Linked DNA regions of Mus musculus: all the other regions are linked to region 2. The links are chromatin contacts, called in public HiChIP or PLAC-seq and promoter capture Hi-C maps. All regions are on one chromosome and are shown on one strand. Each heading gives the region's core, a stretch centred on a gene start, on an enhancer-like site or on the middle of the called end of the contact. The rest is flanking DNA. Distances are from core to core; before and after follow the strand shown. Region 1 overlaps Shisal1 (shisa like 1). Region 2 holds the start of Rtl6 (retrotransposon Gag like 6). Region 3 holds the start of Parvg (parvin, gamma). Region 4 has its middle 26 kb from the start of Parvg.

Region 1 (3,407 bases), core at 798-3,297, 140 kb after region 2:
GCAGTCTTGTGATCACAAGATAACCATTTATTTTTTATGGCATCTAATGTTTGACCTTTTGAGAAAGGCTTTTCCTTCTGAGAGCATTGAAGAATTCTCCTGTCTTCTATTTCATGTTTCCAATTTGGCTTCCCAGTCTCTTATCTGTTGTTTGGGTCAGACTTATTTTAATGTAAATATTCCAACAAGAACTGGGTTGTATTGTCTTTTGCATACAAAGAATGTCTTAGTTTCTTTTCCCATTGCTCAGATAAGATCCCCTAACTAGAGAAATCTAAGGGAGAAGGGCTTACTTATATGGCTCACGGTTCCTGGGAACACAGTCCATCATGACAGAGTCAACAAGGCAGCAGGCAGGGAAAGTCTGTCAGGAAGAGAAGGAAGCTGGTTGGCCACATTGTACCTGGGAAGCAGGGAATGAAGAGGAATGGGGTCCAGGTTATAAGGACTCAAGGCCAGCCCCTGGTGACTCACTTCTTCCAGCAAGGCTCCCTGTCCTAATGGTTACACAGAGCCTTCCCTAACAGCGCTACTATCTGGAGGCCAGTGTCCAAGCACTGGAGCCTGTGAGCAACATTCCACCTTCAAAGACCAAGACCAACAAAGCCCCTTGTTCCTGCCGAACTGTCTGCCTTCTTTCTGTCTACTGGCGTGACACTCACGCTCACCCTGTGCTATAATGTGCCACACGTGAACCCCAGGGTAGAGTGTCATAGCTCTCTGGCCTTTGCTGGAAGGCCATGTCATACGCTAGTGTTACACTGTGTGAGTTGCTGACTCCCAGGCTGACTTCGTGTTTCTGGGGTTTAATTGTCCCAGGCTCTTTAGACCCTGAGTTTTAGAACCTGCTTATGTGATCCTCCTGCTCTGCGGGCCCTATCAGAACAAAACCAATTAGTCTGACTGGTATCCTCTACTGCAGCTAGCTTCACATAAGGATCAACTTTTGGTGATATCGTTTCTTTTTCAGTTTTTGGTGTTGACTGTTTCCACCCAAGAACACACACACAGCCTGTTTATTCATTTGATTCAAATTTTCTAGGCAAGTGTTCCACCACTGAGCTATCCCCAGCCCTTCGGGTTTTCTTTTGTAATGCTTTTGGTTTTCTATGTAGGGAAGACGTGGGTGACGTCCGCGTTTGTTTCTAGCTTGCTCTTTTCAACGCTGCTCTCAGAAATAGCCTCTCTTCCTTTTACCCTTCTGACTATGGATGATCAAAAATTAGGAGTCTTTATTCATGAATTCTGTCCTCAGTTTTTGTAACACCTTTTTGATCGATTCTCTCTTGTTTCCAGTTATGCCACTGGGGAGAAATAGCCCCATATCCCCCTTCCTTGCTCGTGAGGCAGGAGCTCATAGGGTGGCCCTGAACTTGCGCACTTGCACACAGCCTCCTGAGTCCTGATGCCAGCCTTACTTTCACAGTTTCTGGCTTTTGTTCGGTTATTGGTTGGTTTGGTTTTTCCAGTTGGGGTTTTCTCTGAGCAGCCTTGGCTGTCCTGGAACTCTCTCTGTAGGCCAGGCTGGTCTTGAACTCACAGAGATCCACGTGCCCCTGCTTCCCTAGCTTTTTGTTGTTCTTGGTTCTGTTTGCTTTTGGTTGGTTGGTTGGTTGGTTGGTTGGTTGGTTGGTTGGTTTTCCTTTTCCAACTGCATAGGCTAGTGTTTCTAAAACATGCCAACAGTCAGGCATTCTTATTATCCCTACATTATGGGAGGCTTCACCTCTTGCCCTGGGGATTGAAGGATTTCCCATGGTAGGAACAATGGACTGAAAGGGAATATTATGGAGTGGCTCTTGATAAGGATTATGGCAGTGCCGGGAGCAACAGGGCTGAGGAACTGAGCCTCTAGCTCCGTCTGCCTCTGGAGTTTGAGACTTTGCTACCAGACTCCGTTCCCTCTGGAGAAGGTGCCTCTTTCCTTTGGGTGGGCAGGAGATGCAGACTCTCTGACTATCATCCAAGCCTCTCCTCCTCCCACCCCGGCCAGCTCCTGAGAGCTCCTTTCTCAGCTGCACGGAGCTTCCCCTGAATATCCTGCCATCTGCTTGGGCCTCTGAATAATCCTGTGTGTGAAGTGGCTCAGCAAGCCCCGTCCATCATAGCAGGGGCTGGAACCAAGCCTGGAATTTGGCCTAAGCCTTTTGTGAGACCAGGGGCTGTTTCCATGATGGGGGAAGGGTAGTGCCAGGACTGGGGTTGAGACTCAGCGTGCTACAGGTGCCCTGGAAAAGCCAGGCAGAGGCTGGGCCCCCCACAAATAGACTTCCTCGAGGTCTGGCACCTGGGGTCTGGGAGCCTCCCTTAGAAGCCCACAGGTTTCTATAATCTGCTCCCACAGGGTTTCCCACAAAGCAGGCACAGGGGCCTGGCTGTTGCTGCTGGCTGCCAATACCCAGGGCCTTCCCCCAGAGGGAGTGGGAATGGTGATGCTCTGAAGCTTCGTTGAGTTTTTAATCCTTGGCTTTCGGAAGCACTCCAGGCGGGACAAGGCATCTGTGAGTCTCTGTGCTGTCTATCCTGCCGTGCTGGTCACAGGGACTCACAGCCACAGCTAGCTGGTTTGACACAGGAGAACAGTGGGGAATCTCAGACATCCTAGGGCTCTGGAGACCCCACCTTAGGAACTCTGGAGAGTCTTCTGGCAGAGGCAGACCTTAGAGGGAGGCTCAGGAAGGCACTCTGATGTTAGGGTCTGGTCCTCCTTCACTGTGAGATCACCTGGGCCTGGGCGGGACTATTCCAGCCTCTACCTGTCAGATGTAAGGACCAACCCACACCCACCCCGCTGACACCAGTGTCCCTTGACAGATGTGGGGCCTGCTGACCTAGGGCATCTTCCTTTGTAAGCAAGCGTCTAGCCATCTTCCTGATACTCCCTCTCCGTAGGGTGATACAGCTGGGCCCTGCTGTCTCACCACCAAGCCAGCACTCCTTCTAAGGGAGCCGAGGCAGCCAGACCTAGAAGTGAAGTCGGAATGAGTAACTCTGGGCAGACTCCTTGCAGAGGAGGAGTGGACATGGATGAGACTGGGTTAGGCCTGGCCTCCCAGGTGGGACAGGGCTTCCTAGACAAGGTCAGGGGGTGGGGTGGTGTGGGGGGTTCTCAACCAAGGGCGGGGCCTCCCAGCCAGGGGCAAGGCTTCTCAGCCAGGGGCGGGGCTTCCCAGCCAGAGGCAGGAACTCCCAATTGGTTGGGATAGGAATTCTATCCTGAAAGCTGTAAGCGGCATTTGTATCATAGAGCAAGCTATTGGGACGAGGACCCTGGGGACCTGATCAGTCCACAAAAGCCAGAATGTGGCTTGGGAGGGAATCAAGCCACACAGAGGGGCAGTGGGAGCCTTCTGTCCAGTTTCCAGGCTCAGGGGCTTTGTGGAGAGAACCCAGGCCCAGGGACCTAT
Region 2 (3,201 bases), core at 694-3,193:
CTGCAGCCCCTTTGTAGCCCACAGCATCCAGGGACCTGGGAGGTACCACTGTGGTTCTGAGAGCCTGACACACAAGGGGATGGATGCCCAGGTATGTTCAGAAACACGGTGTGTGTGTGGGGGGGGGGGTGAAGAGGGAGCCCAATCCAGAACAAGTTTGAGTTTGAACTCCTTGGCCTCAGTCAAGGTGACAGCAGCCCCTGCCTCCCCCTGATTTTGGAGACCTTGCAGAAGTGGCATGAGGGTACACTGTCCTATCCTCTCTTGCTTCATGCTCTGGAGAGTTCTTGATGGCTGAAAATATACAGTCTGGAGCAAGGGAATGCAAGAGTTCTTTTTGCTAGCCTACCACAGGCAGTTCTGCTAGGCTCCTCCTGGAACCTAGCAAAGGCTTACGTCATCACCTGCCTGCTACCAGGTGCAGGTGGCCTGGCAGGGCTACCCCAGTTCTCTCTCTCTCTCTCTCTCTCTCTCTCTCTCTCTCCTCTCCCTCCCTCTCCCCTTCTCCCTCCCTTCCCTTCTCCATTTCTCTCTACTCCCATGTGTTCCTGGCTGGCTTATCTCTCCTTTCTGTCCTCCTCTGCCCCCCTTCTCTGCCCCCATGGCTCTACTCCTGTCTTTCTCCTTCTAACCTTTCTCCATGTCCTCACTCCCCTCTGTTCCCCCAGATAAACCTCCTTACACCAGGTCTGTAGTGTGGTGTGATTTTTTTTCCAGGGGCCACCCCTCACGAGCACAGCATTAGATTCTATAACACTCTCATAGTGTGGATACCCTCAGCCACAATCCCTCACTCCAAGACCAAAATCTATAGACCGAATGAACACATCTCCACCCCAGGTCTGTCTCCCACCTGCAGTCACTCTCGCTAGACTGCATCATAGGAGGGCTTCACAGATGGTATTGTCTCTCCCAGTTTATCCCAGTATGGAACTGACCATGAGGAACAACTGTCAGAGGAAGGGGCTAAGACTCACATAAACTATGCTCACAAAATTCAGCGTGTAAGGTAAGTTGGCCATCTATCAAGAGGGCAGGCAGGAGTAAAAGGTAGCACAGGCTTTCGGTGAAGCCCTAGGCAATAATAGAAAGACATGCTTCTGTATTACCTCCCCTAGGAAAATCTCAAAATTCAATGTGACTAGGGAGACATGACCATCTACAAGGCACAAAAGTCAATGTTTCCTATTAGGATACTAATGGGAAAATGGTGGACTATTGAACAAGATGGTGTGTGTGTGTGTGTGTGTGTGTGCGCGCGCGCGCGCGCGCGCGCGTGTAGAACACTGAGGGGAACTGTAATGTTTCTGCTTTGTTTTTGAAAGACGTTTCCAAGGATGGGGATTCAGCTCAGTGGTGGCATGCTTGCAAGCATGAGGCCCTGGGTTTAACCTTCAACATTGTGCACGGAGGGCTATGGCACTCAGAGCAAGTAACCCCAGCACACCCGGGGTGGCAACCGAAGGATGAGAGGGTCGTAGTCATCCTTGGCTACATTGTGGGTTCAGAGCCAGTATTGAATTCCCACAATCCACCACGGGGAATGTAGAGGCAGGAGAGGTTCAAGGTCATTTCTGGCTACTTTCTGAGTTTTCCAGACCAGTCTGGTTTACAGGAGACTGCCTCAAAAAAAAAAAAAAATAGTTTTCTTGTCAAGATCTGCTACCATGATCATACAGTTCATGCGAATGGTGTTCAAATCACAGGAAGAAAAATCAATCTCACTTAAAAAAAAAAAAAAGATACTGTCTCTGAGAGGCTCCGCGAGCGGCCTGGGTAGGAATCGTAAAGAAGATAATCTTTCCAAGACTATCTAATTTCCAAGCTAATCTTTCCAAGATTTCAGCTGGCAGAAGCCAAGCTCCTCGCTAATAGGCTGTTGAGAAAGGCGCAGGTGCGTCACTTCCGGAAGGCAAGGTCCCGGCCGCTGCTCCGAGAGCGAGCGGTCTCTATGGCAACCAGCAGGCCCTGGCCCAGTTGCCAGGTTCCCAGCGGCCGTCTAGCTGGCCGCGCCTGCACAAAGACCGCGCGGTGACCGCGCAGCGCAGCGCCGGGACCAGGTCAAGCCAGCCCCGCAGGAATTGCCACCCCCGCCGCCGCTGCCCGGAAAGCAGTTCCGGCGGCCTCCGTGACGTACAGGCCGGGCGCGGCCTCGACCCTCGGGCCATCTTGGCAGCGGAGGGAGCAGCGGAGCGACAGGTACATACGCCGCCCAGCCTGGGCCAGCCCAGGTGCCGACGCCTTTGTTCACGCGCGGGTGGTCGCATGGCACCGGTGGTCAGTGCCTGCATCCGCAGCCCGAGCTCCGGCAGGTGCATCCTGCAAAGTCTGGCAGGTCCGCGCATCTCGTAAGGCCTGGGCAGATCCAGCCTATGCATTCTACAAGGGCTATCCAGCTCGAGCATCCTTCAGGGCCTGGGCAGGTCCAGCCAGCGACCCACACTTTGATCCTGCGAAGCTTGCAGAAAGGAACTGCATCCAGGACAGGACCAGCGTCCTCAGGCTTGCTTCAGCATCCAAGGCCTTGCGCTCTGGTTCTCCAGGTACCTGTGGCTTAACTTTGGCCGCCAGCATGGTCCAACCTCGGACCTCCAAAACTGAAAGCCCAGCCTCTGCCCCTGGTGCCAGCGCTCAGATGGATGACGTAGTTGACACCCTGACCTCTCTGCGCCTCACCAACTCCGCGCTGAGGCGCGAGGCCTCCACACTGAGGGCGGAGAAGGCCAACCTCACCAACATGCTGGAGAGTGTGATGGCCGAACTAACTCTGCTGCGCACCCGAGCGCGCATCCCTGGCGCTCTACAGATTACTCCACCTATCTCTGCCATCACCTCCAATGGGACCCGACCCATGACCACGCCACCCACCTCACTGCCTGAACCCTTCTCAGGAGACCCTGGACAGTTGGCAGGGTTCCTGATGCAGATGGACAGGTTCATGATTTTTCAAGCCTCCCGCTTCCCCGGTGAAGCCGAGAGAGTGGCCTTCCTGGTATCCCGTCTGACTGGGGAGGCGGAGAAGTGGGCCATCCCCCACATGCAACCAGACAGCCCTTTGCGAAACAATTACCAGGGGTTTCTGGCTGAGCTCCGCAGAACCTACAAGTCCCCGCTGAGGCACTCAAGGCGAGCACAAATCCGGAAGACATCCGCGTCCAATAGGGCTGTGCGGGAGCGAGAGCGGGAGCGCCAGATGTTGTG
Region 3 (3,404 bases), core at 458-2,957, 230 kb after region 2:
AAGCAAGTTCCCTGCCAGCCAGGCACATGGAAGCCTGGCCAGGAACCTCAACCCTCTCTCTACATCCAGGTCAGCACCCCAGTTTCCACAGAGCATCAGACAAGTGTGGGAAGGGAGCTCTGGGTTAATCTGTATGAGGGTAAGCACCCACCAGTGGGGTGAAGTGGCCGTCCATCCATCCCTTCAGGGTCCCTGAATCCAAGACAGGTAAAAAACAGACCAGACTCTCCCAGATGTAGATGGGGTGGACCAGGCTGAAGGCCAAAGCCACCCAGACGTGTTCCCCAATCCATGTTAGCTTGCCTCACAGAGGGAGGCTGGCCCATCCAGCCTCCAGTTTTGAATGAGTCTTTCGCCAATTGGCTCCGCACCCCCAGACTTGGGGTGTGGTCTGTCAGGGCTTTTGCTCACGAAGCCCAGAGCTCGTGCTCCTTGTGAAAGACCAGCAGTCCCTCCTCGTCCTCGTGATGGGCCTGAGACCAGCAGTGTGTCGTGTCTTCCCCGCCCCCGCCCCAGCCTCACAATGCAATGCGCAGTGTCAGGCCTGAGACTGAGACCAGCAGTCCCATCCCACCCCACCTTCCCATCCCCCACAGCCAGCTTCGTGATGAGCACTGTCAGGCCTGCCCGTACCCAGCAAGGATCAGATTCAGAAGCTAATGGCCCCCTTCTGGTTCCCTAACCTACTTCTGGTTCTTCCGCCCACACTTCCCCTCTGGAAGTTTCATTTGCCGCATGGCCACCTTTGACTCTTCCCTTATGTCCCTCGTTCAGCCTCTGCACGAGCCTGGGATTCCCAGGCTCACTGGGATACTGGAGGTCTGGGGTCAAACTGGAAGGAAATTCACAACAAGGAACCTGAGAGTTGTGCTGAAGAAGAGGCACTGGGGGGGGGGGGGGGGCGGTGCTGAGAGCCACCATCCTCAAACTGGCTACAGCCTGGGAACCTTGGGAAACTGAGTCCTACCCTGAAGCCAGGAGCAAAAGGCCAGAGCCCCCTGGGAATGAGTTCCAAACCCCACAAACTGAGCAAGAGAAAAGAGAGTTGGGCTGGGGTGGGGAGCCTGGGCCCCAGCCAGCTCCTCCTACTCAGACTGGGTGACTATAGGCCAGCACGCTCTCTCTTTGACTCTGATGCAACTCTACAGGGAGAAGCTAGACCCTGTGTCCAGCCAAGTACACATAGACCTGAAACTGCCTCTGGTGACCGGTCCCAGGTGGGTTCCTTCCCTGCCCCAAACAGCAGTTTCTTCATGGTGGGGAACTCGGCTTTCTCTCATGCGGTAAAGCTCTGAGTGGCTCTGGTCTGAAAACTGCTCATCTGGCTGTGGGGGAGGTAGTCAGAGCTTTCCTGTGGGGACGGGTCTCACAGATCCTCAGTAAAATGATGCAATGGCCTCAGCAACGTGGCTGGATGTGGGGCTCCCCTTTGGCAGATCCCCCTGACTGTGAGCTCCCAGCTGAGATGTGCCTCTGGGTTTCTATTCAAGGAACCTCTCCACCTTCCTCTCTGAGGTCCACTACCCGGACATGTGAACAGGTAGAAGATTCTAATAGCTCAGGGACCCCACAGGCCAAAGATTAGATGCACTCACCCGCTGCTTCTTTTCAAATCAGGAAATGGAGCCCACTAGCTTAGAGGGTGACCAGGTTCCCAACGCAGACAGGTTCCGGAGGTGGAAGGCAGGGCTTCTGTTCACTTCCTCTGCCACCCCGGTGGCTGCAGACAGCTTCCTCCTCTAAGTTGCTGATGAGCGAGGTACCCTAAATCCACTGAAAGACTGCCAGAACCCCTGCCCCTAGTCTTCCAAGACTCCATGGCATCACGGGGTCTCTCATACTTCCCTCCCTGCCCCCGCCTCTCCATCAATCCAGACAATCACTGTCTGAAACATAACAGCAAGGATAGGACCCCAACAGCAAACTGTGTTCTCCACTGCCTTTTTCTCATGGTGCCCAGCCTGCACCTCTGCCTCCCTCTGAGCGGCCCTCCAACCAAGCTTGCTTGCTCCAACCAAGCTTGCTTGCTTTCTCACTTGCTGATGGACTAACTTCAAGACAGTCTCATGTAGCTCAGACTGACCTCAAAGTCACCAAGCTGAGGTGGTCCTTCAACTCCTGATTCTCCTGCCTCCATCTCTTACATATCTGAGTTACAGGCAGGAGCCACTACACCCAGCCAAAGGCTCCTAAATAAAGCCAGTCTCCAGGTCTCAGCCCGAGTCTCTGCACCCACAAGCTACTTTCCCCAGCTTCCCCAGCCCTCCCATCCTCTCCCTATAAACCGCACAACACCTGCCTGTTCTCTGCCAGTGCCTCAGGCTTTTACTTTGATGTCACAATGCCTGTCCCCATGTCTTGTAAGCTCTGCTCAACTCTTCACATGGCTCACAACTCCTTCTTGGCATGAGCTTTGGTACCTCCTCCTATAGGAAGTCTTCCACAACATCCTTTTCTTTTACAATGGTCTTGGGCTTGCAGCCATGCTAAAACTATCCTTTTTTTTCCTTTTCTTCGAGACAGGGTTTCTCTGTGTAGCCCTGGCTGTCCTGGAACTCACTTTGTAGACCAGGCTAGCCTCGAACTCAGAAATCTGCCTGCCTCTGCCTCCCGAGTGCTGGGATTAAAGGCGTGCGCCATCACACCCGGTGTGCAGCCATGCTAGATCAGCTGATGACATGGGCTGGTGCCTGATAGCTGTCTCACCATCAAACCAGGAGCTCTACAGGTTGGAACCCATCTTTCCCACTCACTACTAAAAGTCAGTGCCTACAATAGCACCAGGCACAAAATGGGATCAATGAGCATATTTTGATGGCTGTTATTGCTTAAAGGACTGTGTTGGTCCTATGACAAAATGCCTGATGGAGGCTGGAAATAGAGCTCAATTGATAGAGTGTCTGTCTAGCATGCAGGAAGCCCCGAGTTCAATCCCCGGCACCTCATAAACTAGGCATGGGAGAGGACATGTGTGATCCAGCTCTCAGAAGCTGGAGGCAGGAGGATCAGAAGTTCAAGGCCGGCCTAGACTTCAAGAGTACATGAGACACTCTCTTTAAAAAAGAAAAAGAAAATCCCCCTGGCATTGGGCAAAGAGACACCTTGTTGTTGGTGCTGTTCTTATATCAGTCAGGGGCAGAGCAGATGGCAGTCCTTAGTGCACCCTAGCTTGATACCTGGCTTGGTGACCACAGCTGTTTTATGCCTAGGACATATAAATCAAATCAAATCAAATCAAATCGAATCAAATCAAACCAAATCCAGGCAGCACAGCATGGGAGAAGGAAGACAGAGACCTGCATTCCACCATTCCACCCCGACATGACTTCTGCCCCACAGCATGGGTGGGCCATAGACACCCAGAGCCTGCCTACCACCGTGGAGCCCAGTGTGTGAGGGAGAAG
Region 4 (3,321 bases), core at 403-2,902, 210 kb after region 2:
TTCACAGAAGCCAGGATCCTGAAACAAGGTCACTGGGGGCAGATGTAGGATTGAAGTTAGCAGAGATAAGGCAGGGAGACCAGTGAGTGACCCAGACTTCAGGGTGCAAGAAGAGAGAGTGTGGGATGAAGAGAAGAATGGGTTTTGGTGCCCAGGTTGGAAAGAACGGACCACAGATCTCAAGTATGAGGGTAGATCAAAGAGAGCAAGGCAGGGAAGCCGGAGGCAGGGGGCAGGGACAGTAAGCCCTGATTTGGAGGTGAGGAGTTTGAACAGCACCCCAACAGAAGCCAGGCTCTGGAGAGTGAAGACGAATTGAGTCAAGAGGAAGTAGCCTATTACCCAATAAGGATGGTTTCTATGTGGGAAGAATCTGGAGAGGGTGGCCATGGTCCTTCAGTGACATGAATGAACTCAGCACTGTTGAGTCACATAGTTAGAGACGGCTCAGCATGGAGACCAGGAGATGACCCACATGTTAAAGCCGTGACCTCATAGGCATAAGAACCTGAGTTCAAACCAGCTGTACGTTTTCCATTGTTGTGGTGAAACACCGTGACCAAAAGCAACTTGAAGAGGAAAGGGTGCGTTTCAGCGTAGGGCTTATTATAGTGCACCCTTCAGGGAAGTCAAGGGACCCAAGAACTGAAGCAGAGACCATAGAGGACCACAGTTGACCTGCTTGTTCCCTGTGGCTTGCTCAGCCTGCTTTCTTATAGCACCCGGATATACCAGCCCAGAGGTGGCACTGCCCACACAGTAGGTTGTGCCCCCCACATCAATCATCATTAAGAAAATATTCCACGGGCTTGTCCACGGGCCACTCTGGTGGGTGTATTTTCTCAATGGTGGTTCCCTCTTCCTGGATGACTCTAGCTTGTGTTGAGCTGACAAAACTAACCAGCACAGAGCCCCAAGAATCTGATTTCGAAGGCTGGTGTGGTGATGGGCATTTATAACACTGGCACTGAGGAACAGAGGCAAGCATATCTCTAGGCTCACTGGCCAGCCAGTCTAGCCTACCTGCTGAGACCTAGGCAGTTAAAGACTGCCTAGCCAGGTGGTAATGGCGCATGCCTTCAATCCCAGCACTTGAGAGGCAGAAGCAGGTGGATCTCTGCGTTTGAGACCAACCTGGTCTACAGGGTGAGTTCCAGGACAGCCAGGGCTACACAGAGAAACCCTGTCTTGAAAAATAGACACACAAACAAAGGCAGCAATAACAACAAAAAAGAGACTCTGTCTAAAAAAAATAAAGTTAAAAGAAAAAAATAAAACTGCAACTGAAGAAAGGTACCCACGGATGTCCTTAGGCCTCCATATGCACAACACAGAGCTGAGCTGGGTCGGTGGCCCTCGTAGGGGAGGGGTGGGAACTGTAGAGGACGGAGGACCCAACCAGCAACCCCTCATCCAGGAAAGCAGAAGTGATGGAGTCTGCCGCGGGAGGTCAGGACCCAAATAGAGAAGTGGGGCTTAGAGATTGAAATCACCAAGTCCTCCCTATAACCTGTGCCCCCTCCCCCCATAATCTGTGGGAACTGCAGGGAGAGGCCAAGGCCAGCAAACGCTGCCCTTCACCACATGGGTCAGGGGAGAGATCTCCCTGGAGTGTTCAGCTGGGAAAAGAATGCAGGCAGAAACGGCCCAGCCTCAGAGCTCAGGCAAGGCTATTTATCACCCCGCCAGCCTCCAACCACAGGGAGGGTGCTTGGGTCAGTGTTGTCTCAGTGGTGAGGCCAATGTGCTCTTGACCCATCAAACAGACTCCTTGTATGCCTCCAAAGACTAGATGAGGGAGGGGGAGGGTGTGACTCGGTGGTGGGGTACTTCCCTGGCAAGGGCTGTGCTTGAGAGCAGCCCCCCACAGCCCAGAGGCTGGCTGTCCACTGTGTTTTCTCACTGAGCCATCTCACAGGCCCCAAGAAATATTACAAAAAAAACTCAGTGCTCCGCGACATAAAATCCATGACGTACATTTTTGCTGGGCGTGCAATTTTGTTTGACAAGACAGCCATAAATCATAGTCAGAAGAATCGATCAAAGGGGAGAAGCCCAGAAACATCCCAGAGGACAGATCAGTAGATGGAAGTGTTTAAACACACGTATAAATAGGCCTCGGTGCATCGGAGGTAGAAGAAAGCGTGAGCGTGGTGAGAACCCGGGGATATTTTAAATGACCTAAATGGATTCCCAAGACGATAGAGCTCGACATCTCAGGTTGGATAAAAGTGGGGATAAAAGCGGTGGCGACTGCGCTGAGGAGCGATGGATCGATGGACTTGAAAACTGGAGACAGACTGAGACACATCGAAGGCTGCATGGAGCCACAGCACAGATAAAGCACTGGCCTAGCGGTGTGTGCGAGCCCCTGCCTTTAATCCCCAGCACCGGAAATCAAAGGAAAACCAAAAATACAGCATCCAACTGTGACAAGGTTCAAAGCCACTTCACCTGGCATTAAGAAAGAATCAGGGAGAAGGTGACAGAAAAACAGTTGTTTGCAGAAATCATGGCCAAAGCCCCCCCAGATTTTGTAAAAATCATAACCCCACAGAACCAAAATTCTCCACAGACTCAAAACACAAGAGGAGTGTACAAACTCATGCCAAGACTCTTCAGGGTCACAGGGTTACAGGGTCACATGTCTAAATAAGAGGATAAATTGAAAACCACAGAAAACAGACAAATAGAAAAAGGCACAGCCAGCAAATCAGAGAGGAGGAATGGCCACCTTCTTGCTGTGAAGTTTAAAAGTTGGAAAACACCATAAGAAAATCCCACAAAAGCAATTTAAAGAAAGAGAAGCAGCAAAGGATGAAGGGCAAAGAGGTGAAAATAAATACTAAACAAATGAACAAACAAACAAACAAACAAACGGAGACGCTCTTCTAGAGGGCCCAAGTTCTGTTCTCAGTATCTCAGTAGGGCAGCTCCCAACAGCCTGTGAATCCAGCTCCAGGGAGATCTGGCGCCCTCTTCTGGCTGCCACGGGCACTGCCCTCATGTGAACATACCCACACACAGACACACATAGCCATGGGTAAAAATAAAGCAAACCTTAAAAATAAATAAAAAGATAAAAAGGAAACCCTGTCCATTTGGAATTTTACACCCAGAGATCTGTTTCTTTAAAGTGAATCCACTCCCAAAGGTACAGACTCCCTACAGCAGGCTGGCACTGTGGTAAAGGCTGATAGCAGCTGCTCGGCTCTGGGCTGAGTTTGTCCCTGAAGCCAACAGGCTAGAAACATAATCCACCCCCTCCCCATGCAGGCATTGGAAGAGAAGCCTAAGAAGAAGCGTTAGGTCACTGGAGGT

Evidence for each region. Promoter capture Hi-C pulls out the DNA fragments that hold promoters and counts their contacts. HiChIP or PLAC-seq counts read pairs in DNA pulled down with a chosen protein or histone mark. Capture Hi-C pulls out chosen DNA fragments and counts their contacts.
Region 1: a contact with region 2 is called in a promoter capture Hi-C map of neural stem cells. The contact joins the enhancer-like site here to the promoter of Rtl6 in region 2. A contact is called at or near these places in 3 of 39 promoter capture datasets (the SN4741 cell line, hippocampal neurons and neural stem cells), 1 of 484 Hi-C or Micro-C datasets (muscle stem cells) and 1 of 9 other capture datasets (macrophages).
Region 3: a contact with region 2 is called in a promoter capture Hi-C map of liver. The contact joins the promoter of Parvg here to the promoter of Rtl6 in region 2. A contact is called at or near these places in 5 of 39 promoter capture datasets (the 3T3-L1 cell line, cranial neural crest, hippocampal neurons and 2 more), 8 of 115 datasets of contacts at active chromatin or transcription factors (the 230-238 cell line, bone marrow-derived macrophages, embryonic basal ganglia and 4 more) and 4 of 9 other capture datasets (adipose tissue, embryonic stem cells, liver and 1 more).
Region 4: a contact with region 2 is called in an H3K4me3 HiChIP or PLAC-seq map of neural tube, with 4 times the contacts expected there. The contact joins the enhancer-like site here to the promoter of Rtl6 in region 2. A contact is called at or near these places in 2 of 39 promoter capture datasets (cranial neural crest and hippocampal neurons), 5 of 115 datasets of contacts at active chromatin or transcription factors (T-cell acute lymphoblastic leukemia, cardiomyocytes, embryonic stem cells and 1 more) and 3 of 9 other capture datasets (adipose tissue, embryonic stem cells and liver).

What each region holds. Positions count from the first base shown.
Region 1 is chr15:84,413,086-84,416,492 of GRCm38.p6, reverse strand. All of the region lies in intron 3 of Shisal1 (shisa like 1), which reads left to right. Among named protein-coding and RNA genes, the nearest start is that of Gm46527, 16 kb to the left of the region's middle. Within about 2 kb of position 2,047, at least 44 of the 459 cell types and tissues checked have an H3K27ac peak or open chromatin away from gene starts, as enhancers often do. A contact at or near this core is called in neural stem cells, where this site is marked.
Region 2 is chr15:84,556,565-84,559,765 of GRCm38.p6, reverse strand. Rtl6 (retrotransposon Gag like 6) reads left to right here and starts at 1,943. Exons shown (of 1, transcript NM_177630.4): 1 at 1,943-3,201. The coding sequence starts at 2,573.
Region 3 is chr15:84,323,023-84,326,426 of GRCm38.p6, reverse strand. It overlaps Parvg (parvin, gamma), which reads right to left and starts at 1,707. Exons shown (of 13, transcript NM_022321.4): 1 at 1,596-1,707. Gm22890 (a small nucleolar RNA gene) reads left to right here and starts at 3,075; the gene lies at 3,075-3,218.
Region 4 is chr15:84,348,617-84,351,937 of GRCm38.p6, reverse strand. No RefSeq gene overlaps it. Among named protein-coding and RNA genes, the nearest start is that of Parvg, 26 kb to the right of the region's middle. Within about 2 kb of position 1,652, at least 35 of the 459 cell types and tissues checked have an H3K27ac peak or open chromatin away from gene starts, as enhancers often do. A contact at or near this core is called in neural tube, where this site is marked.